Linked DNA regions of Gossypium arboreum: region 1 is linked to region 2. A link is a contact called in public Hi-C data. All regions are on one chromosome and are shown on one strand. Each heading gives the region's core, a stretch centred on a gene start, on an enhancer-like site or on the middle of the called end of the contact. The rest is flanking DNA. Distances are from core to core; before and after follow the strand shown.

Region 1 (3,487 bases), core at 199-2,698, 460 kb after region 2:
CAATAGCGACACCTTTTATCTCGTTTCTTTGATGCTACCAAAACGGAAGCTTGCCTATTTGTCTTGCTATCCAAATGAAGCTCATTTTCGAGTTTGTCTCTACTCAACAAATGACCTTCACATCTTCGAACGAGAGTTTGTCTCTGCCATAAATTAGGGTCTCCCTGAAAGACTTGTATGAAGGGGGTAAAGAGCACAATAATAGTATAGCCTGATCTTCATCGTCAATATAAACCTCAACATTCTTTAAATCATTTAAAAGAGTAATAAATTGACTGATGTGATCTCTAAGAAGCTCACCTTCATTCATGCGAAACGTAAATAGACGTTGTTTCAACACTAAACGATTAGCCAGAGACTTAGTCGCATAAAGAGTTTCTAACCTTTTGCACAAGGTGGATGAGGTTTTCTCCATCAATACCTCCTGCAATACCATATTCACGAGGCACAACTGGATTGCAGACAAAGCATTTTCATCAAGCTCTTCCTATTCTGTTTTATTTAGATTCTCAGGATTTTTCCCAGTAACAACCTTTTTCAAGCCTGATTGAACTAGAATTACCATCATCCGAACTTGCCACAGATTGAAATTTGTCTCACCATCGAACTTCTCAATTTCAAACATTGTTGTTGCCATCTCTGAACGGGCTGATCTATGAAAATTGAACTAGCTCTGATACCACTTGTTAGGATTTCGACCCGATTAAGCAACGAACAAGTAAAATAGCGGAATAAATTGAGAAATTGAACACACAAATTTAACGTGGAAAAACCCCTCCAAAGAGGATAAAAAACCAGGGGCAAAGATAATTTTATTATAATGGCAAAAGAACGAACAGTACAAAAGATGGAGATAAAAACTAAACCCCGAAAACACGAAAACAAAGAATCCACAAAACGTAAACACAAAATTATCTAAATGTGTTATGAGTTCTAATCTCTAATGGAAGTGTATTTCTAAGGTTGTAAAAGAGCTATTTATAGGCTAAATTCATAGGTCAAATAATAATAAAATAATCTAAACTAATCAGTGTTTGATTGAAACAAGTAAATAGAGTTTAACTGAAAAATTATTTCTCAAATTTGACTGAAAATAGGAGTCATATTTAACAAAATATTTTATACATATTTTAGAATTTTTATAATTTTCAATAATTTTTATAATTTTTAAAAATTTATTCATCCAAAATTAATCTGAACAATGCTGTCCAAATTTATTTGTATGTACATTTCAAAAATTATTTTTACTCGCACGAGATAATTTTAGTAATTTCTATTAATCATGTGAAGAAAATTAACTATCAAACCAATCAACTTATAATTTTTATTAATTAATAAAACTAATTAATATTTTTAATCATTAAAAACTCAATTGAGTCAACATTCTTTATAACTGTCAATTAATTTTGTTTTTTAAAATTTATATATTATAGATGTTTACTGAGGCGAGTCAAAGTTTGGGTTCACAAGTCAAATCTAACGAGTTCTGACACATCAAGGCTACGACCGAAACATATATTCATGGTGAGACACCTTTAAAACCCCTTATTAGCCTCTACTCTCACAGCTGCTTCAACACAAAAACCAAGAAAAAAAAAATAAGAACATGCCAGCCCAGGATGACGAGGAGCAGGGCCAGGTATTCGTTGATGAATCCGACATAATCCACGAAGTTGATGTCGACGAAGAAGGTTTCGGTCTCTCTGTCTAAATTTACGTTTCCTTAGTAACTATATTCTTTTAATATTATTTTTATTTTTCTTTCTGTGCGTGGGTTTATTCAGATCTTCCTGATGCTGACGATGAGGATGATACTGAAAATATTGAGGATACAGATGATTCCATTCACATATTCACTGGCCATACGGGTATTAACAATTTCTTTTTTTAGTTGTTGTTTTGTGTTTTTATGTTCAAACCTGGGATTAGATTTCGTGGTAGCTTCAAACGGCTGAATTTTATTGTTCAGGCCTTGATTTATCTGGATTTTAAGTTTAATTTGAGATTCGATATTAGTTCCTGGAAATAATCAGTGATGTTTGTTGAATTTTAATTTGCCATACTATTGGTCTTGAGAGAAACTTGCTTTGATTACCAGCTCAACTGTCAAAACTAATATGTATTTCCTTAAAGGGGAAAACAGATCTTAAAATTGTTTACGAAATTATTCCATCAATATAGAAATGGGAACTAGAATATTTAGAAGGGGTTGTCCCATCAGATTATTGTAATGTTTATTCTATCTCAATTTACTCTTTACTACTAGCTTCCTTCATGAAGGCTATTTTTCACAATAGATGAACATCAAGCATCATTACGAAAGTTTGTAAGAAAAACAAAATCATTATGAAAGTCATCCTCTATGCGACTAAAAGAATTTAGAGTGAAAACTCACCAGAATTTGTACAGAATCTTAATGCGATGAATGTTTTTCCAGGTGAACTTTATGCAGTTGCCTGTAGCCCAACAGATCCAGTGTTAGTGGCTACTGGGGGTGGAGATGATAAGGGGTTCCTTTGGAAGATAGGTCATGCTGATTGGGCTTCTGAGCTCCGAGGTATGGCCATGATACAATACAACATCTAGACAGTTCACTCTCTTTTTGCAGTACAAGTTTTTCCCTGCAGTGATTTATTGAAGCCAATATTACTTTTGCATTTTGCCAAAGTGGATGTGTGTGCCGTTGACTTTTCTAACATTCTTCATTTCTTATGCTTCTATTAAACCTCTTGTAAATGCAATGCCTGTGCAGGCCATACCGATTCAGTCTCTAGTTTAGCCTTTAGCAGTGATGGACAACTACTTGCATCTGGAGGTTTTGACGGACTTGTTAAAGTTTGGGATACCTTTGGAAATTACAAACGCACACTTGAGGGTCCTGGAGGTGGCATTGAGGTAAAACTAAATAATACTTGGATGCTAACTACTCTTAATATTATATGTTTTCTTTGGAACTTAATTAATGATGGACTTCTTGCCTGATAGTGGATTAGGTGGCACCCAAAAGGTCATCTAATCTTAGCCGGATCTGAGGATTGCACTGCTTGGATGTGGAATGCTGATAATGGGAAGTGTCTTAATGTATTCTCAGGCCATGGTGCCATTGTGACCTGTGGTGATTTTACCCCTGATGGTACTAACTTTTCATTCTCTACTGTTAGATCATTTGTTTTGCTCTTCTTTTTCTGTTTTTGCATCTTGCTTTCTGTTTGAGCAAATCTGATAAGTATATATGTGATTTAACTAGGCAAAACAATATGTTCTGGTTCTGAAGATGCTACATTGAGGATCTGGAATCCAAGAAGTGGTGAAAGCATTCATGTTGTAAGAGGTATTCAACTGAAATCGTATTTTAGATGTCCTAATTGATATTTCAGACCTAACCTGATTATAAGGTTATATAAAAGACCATGAACTTAATTGATTTGAGAAAATACTATTGAAATCAAGGAGCTAAAGAGATATGCAGTTTGACCGCAAATATAGT
Region 2 (3,872 bases), core at 361-2,860:
CAACTCTGCAGTACATTGTTAGGATCATTCAAGTTGGTCCTTAGGCTGTGCAATGCATCACCTGTTTCAAGAAGCAAGTAAAGATTGTAAGAGGATAGCACTAAAAAACAATGCAAATGTTAAAAATATATAGCACAGCCAACCTGCTACCGAACTATATCTAGAAAGCATATTCATCAACACTCACAAAGCATTAGCAGGTCTATCAACAAGCAGAAAGCAGTTACTTGAAGAAGCTCAAACAGTTTGAAACAGTACAAGACATTAACTGTATCATACTTCAACAGTTACAGCAACAAAATCTTCTAAATTTTGCAGTACTGGAAGTCAAATGTAAATATAACATACATTGAACCAGTAGTTAACCAAAAAAAAGAAGCAATACAAAATTCTTTAATATTAAACAGTGCGAGTTTAACGACCTCACGAGCATAATAGATCTGCTATCAAACCAGCAAGGGATGTGAAAAACAATTTCAATTGTGCGAAGAAGCCATGACTTCTACAGTATCACCAACATTTAATGTCTAAAGTACGCAACTACTGTGAACAATAAAACGTCACAATCTGAATTATCACAAAGCCATTCTAGAAAAAAGCATTTTTCTGAGACATGTTCTAAGATACCCAATATAACAAGAGCCACAAATTGTACAACCATATTGCATAATACTAACATTTGATTGACAACAAGGAGCAGAATCCGTACAATCAAATTAAACACTTCTAAAGTAATCTCCCAAAAGCAAAACACACAAAAAATGAAACTTCCAACCATCAGGAAAACAAGTATAAAGCACAGACATTTTCAAACTCAAAACCAAATTATAAGAAGAAATATCAAAAGCCCCATTCAGCGAAGTTACAAAAATCAAGGATCAAACTCCAAAAATTATTGAATGCAAATAAAAAAAAAAGGAGTTGCCGGTAGAGTAAAAAAAAGGAAGACATGTTCACCTTCCACATTAGCAGAAATAAGCCAGAATGGATGCAGTAGCACCGAGATCAAACAAACCAAAACCAAAGATTTAACCTTTTTGCTTCCTTCCATTTGACAAAAGAAAGGGGAAACTAAAAGCTGCAACTTTTTAATTTAAATTTTTTTAAGCTCTCAATCTAAATATCCTTAGATCCAAACAATACAGAAACCCCAACAACACAACATTACAGCAAAAAACCAAAAACCAAAAACCCTAGCTCTCAACTCCCACCATTACCGCCCAAAAAATCTCCTCAATCAAATCCTTCCCTTTGATCCCACTCCCCTCCATTCAAAAGCATGCCCAAAAAAGGCAGCCAACAAAAACATAAATACAAAGAAAAAGAAAAGAGAAAAACCAAGCCAAAAATTACTCTTTTTTTTAAACCCTTTCTTTTAGCAAGTTTTAAAAAACAAAATAAAAAAGAAATCAACTTTCCTTTTTGCGTTTCTCAAAACTTTCTCTTTGTAAGTCAAGTGATGGAGTGATTTTGAGAGAGAAAGGGAAAATTAATTTTTATTTTATCCTCTTTTTTTTCTTTGAGAAATGAGAGCGAAGCGTGCAGTAAAAGAGGTGACCGAACGTGCTGACCGTTGCCCGAACGCAGTCAAAACGGGTTCGCGCTATATAATGGAAAGCGACATAAATAAGGCTTTGAGGGTAGTTTTGGGGTTTCATTTCCGTTTTTCGGTCAAAATGTTGGACCGTGGATCCCCCACTGCGCATCTCTTTTAATTGAAAATCTTCTTTGTGCTATAATTATTCAAAGTAATATGATAAGAGTTCCGTTTATACACTTCTAAATTTTAAATTAGTATACGGCTTTCTTTTACTTATTTTAATTTTTTAAGGAAAATCTTAAATTTATACTTGGTTAAATTTATAATTTGTTATGATTATACATATGTAATTTGAATTATTTATATATGAAATTTTAATTTTGATTTAATTTTACACATTTTAATTAATATATATTTATTTTAATATCAGATTAATATAACTAATTGTATATGTAATACATCAATATAAAATTGTGCTAATTCGATGCTGTTGTTAGTAATTTTGAAAATTGAATCAAATCAAATTTTATATATAAAATTGCACAAAATTAAAGTTCATGTATAACATTGCATATTAAATCAAAATTCATATATAATTTTGATATTTATCTATTTTTTTGTTATATCTAAATCCATCCATTCCAAATTAGTTCAATCTAATAAATTGAATTGAATTACATCATATTTAAATATTGATTCCATGTAATAAATTTGAGAGACTTTAACATTAATACTTTAAATTTGATATTTATTAAATAAATGAAATTTTTTTAAAAATAATTGTTGAATTATAAATGAGATTTTGGTATAGGTAATAAAGACTAAAGTCTTACTACATGTCCTAAGTTCAACTCTCACTTTTACATAAAACATGTGATGTTTGTCTCTAAATTCTTTTAGACTTAAAACTCACCATATATGAGTTGCTTCTTATATTAGTTCAATTATTCCTTACAATGCTATTTGTAGTTGATTTGGAGTAATTTTAAACTTAAACCCTGAGTTTGATTTAAAAAATTTACTTATTTATTAAATAAATTTTAAATAAAAGGATAATTTTATTATTTATTAGTTATTGTTGTTATCTTCAATCTTTATATTCAATATTTTTAATTAAAATAATAAAAATAATTATAATTATAAATATATTATATTATATGTTATATTATATTATATATAAAGCATTGTTTTTTTTTAAAAAAAAATAAATGAGCGATTCCATTCAATTCAATCAAACAATGACTACCATTACAAGGTCATGAAGTTCGTGAAGTAGTCCACACAAAATCAAACCTCATTAGCATCATTTAAGACCATGCAACATAGCAAGTCAGTAACTTTATTGGTCAATCATAAGCAAAAACAAAGTCTAAATGTTCAAAGTCTAAAAACAGAGAACGAGCCTCCAAAACAAATTGGCACAACAAAGATAAGTCAAGCATTACATGGTTAAAATTAGAGATTACAACATAAGAATTAGACTCTATTACAATATCTTAAATCCCATGTCACTAGCCAAATTGAGGCTCAAAATCACTACGTAGGACTCTGCCAAAGATAAGTCAAAGCAATTGAATGCCTTAGTTGTTGTCCCACCCAAAATTAGCCCATCTACATCCCACGCAATGGCCCCAAACCCAATCATGCGCGTATGCTTGTCCTATGTAGCATCCATGTTCACTTTCACTCGACTAATACAAGAAAGAACCCAACGCCCTCTGTAAGGCTTCCACAACAAGATCAATCAATTAAGTAGGTTGTGAATGTGGAACTCATTATGTAAAGATTACACATAATTTAGCACAACATGAGGTGGAGTGAGGCATCCATGCAAGACTTCATTATTTCTTATGTTCTAAGACTCTCGTAATAGCATACAAAAGCTAGCCATTGAAACCCTGTCCAACTTGCGTATGGCAAATGCAAGCTAGTGAGCACAATAAAAGGCATTGAAAGTAAAAATAGTCACTAATACTTGATAACCTCAATATAGCATTTGAGATTGGACAATCATGTAGAGCATGGAAAATTGTTTCCCTCTCAGCACCATAATGGCTACAAGCAAAATTAAGAGGAACTTTAAACACTGAAATCTTAAAATGAGTAGGCAAGAAGATTTCATGCCCCACACACCAAGCAAATATTTTCACATTAGGAAGCATGGTAAGCTTACATAGTTGCCTCCAAAGTGCCCGGTGTGGACCGTGGCTTAATGAACTCAACAAGAGCCATGAATAGCCTTTCTTAATTAGAAAAAAAATATCTGTATGAGAGTGACCCCATAGCAAGAAATCCTTCGGCCCTATTCTTAATATAGTGATTGACAATATAA

Evidence for each region. A called contact is a pair of places that touch in the nucleus more often than the background predicts.
Region 1: a Hi-C map of leaf shows a contact between it and region 2, with 5 times the contacts expected there. The contact joins the promoter of LOC108484370 here to the promoter of LOC108460270 in region 2. A contact is called at or near these places in 2 of 5 Hi-C or Micro-C datasets (both in leaf).

The regions. Positions count from the first base shown.
Region 1 is chr6:85,013,103-85,016,589 of ASM2569848v2, forward strand. It overlaps LOC108484370, which reads left to right and starts at 1,449. Exons shown (of 10, transcript XM_053029239.1): 1 at 1,449-1,691; 2 at 1,785-1,868; 3 at 2,438-2,557; 4 at 2,753-2,895; 5 at 2,986-3,133; 6 at 3,248-3,331. The coding sequence starts at 1,607.
Region 2 is chr6:84,555,055-84,558,926 of ASM2569848v2, forward strand. It overlaps LOC108460270 (somatic embryogenesis receptor kinase 1), which reads right to left and starts at 1,611. Exons shown (of 11, transcript XM_017759707.2): 1 at 958-1,611; 2 at 1-61. The coding sequence starts at 1,051.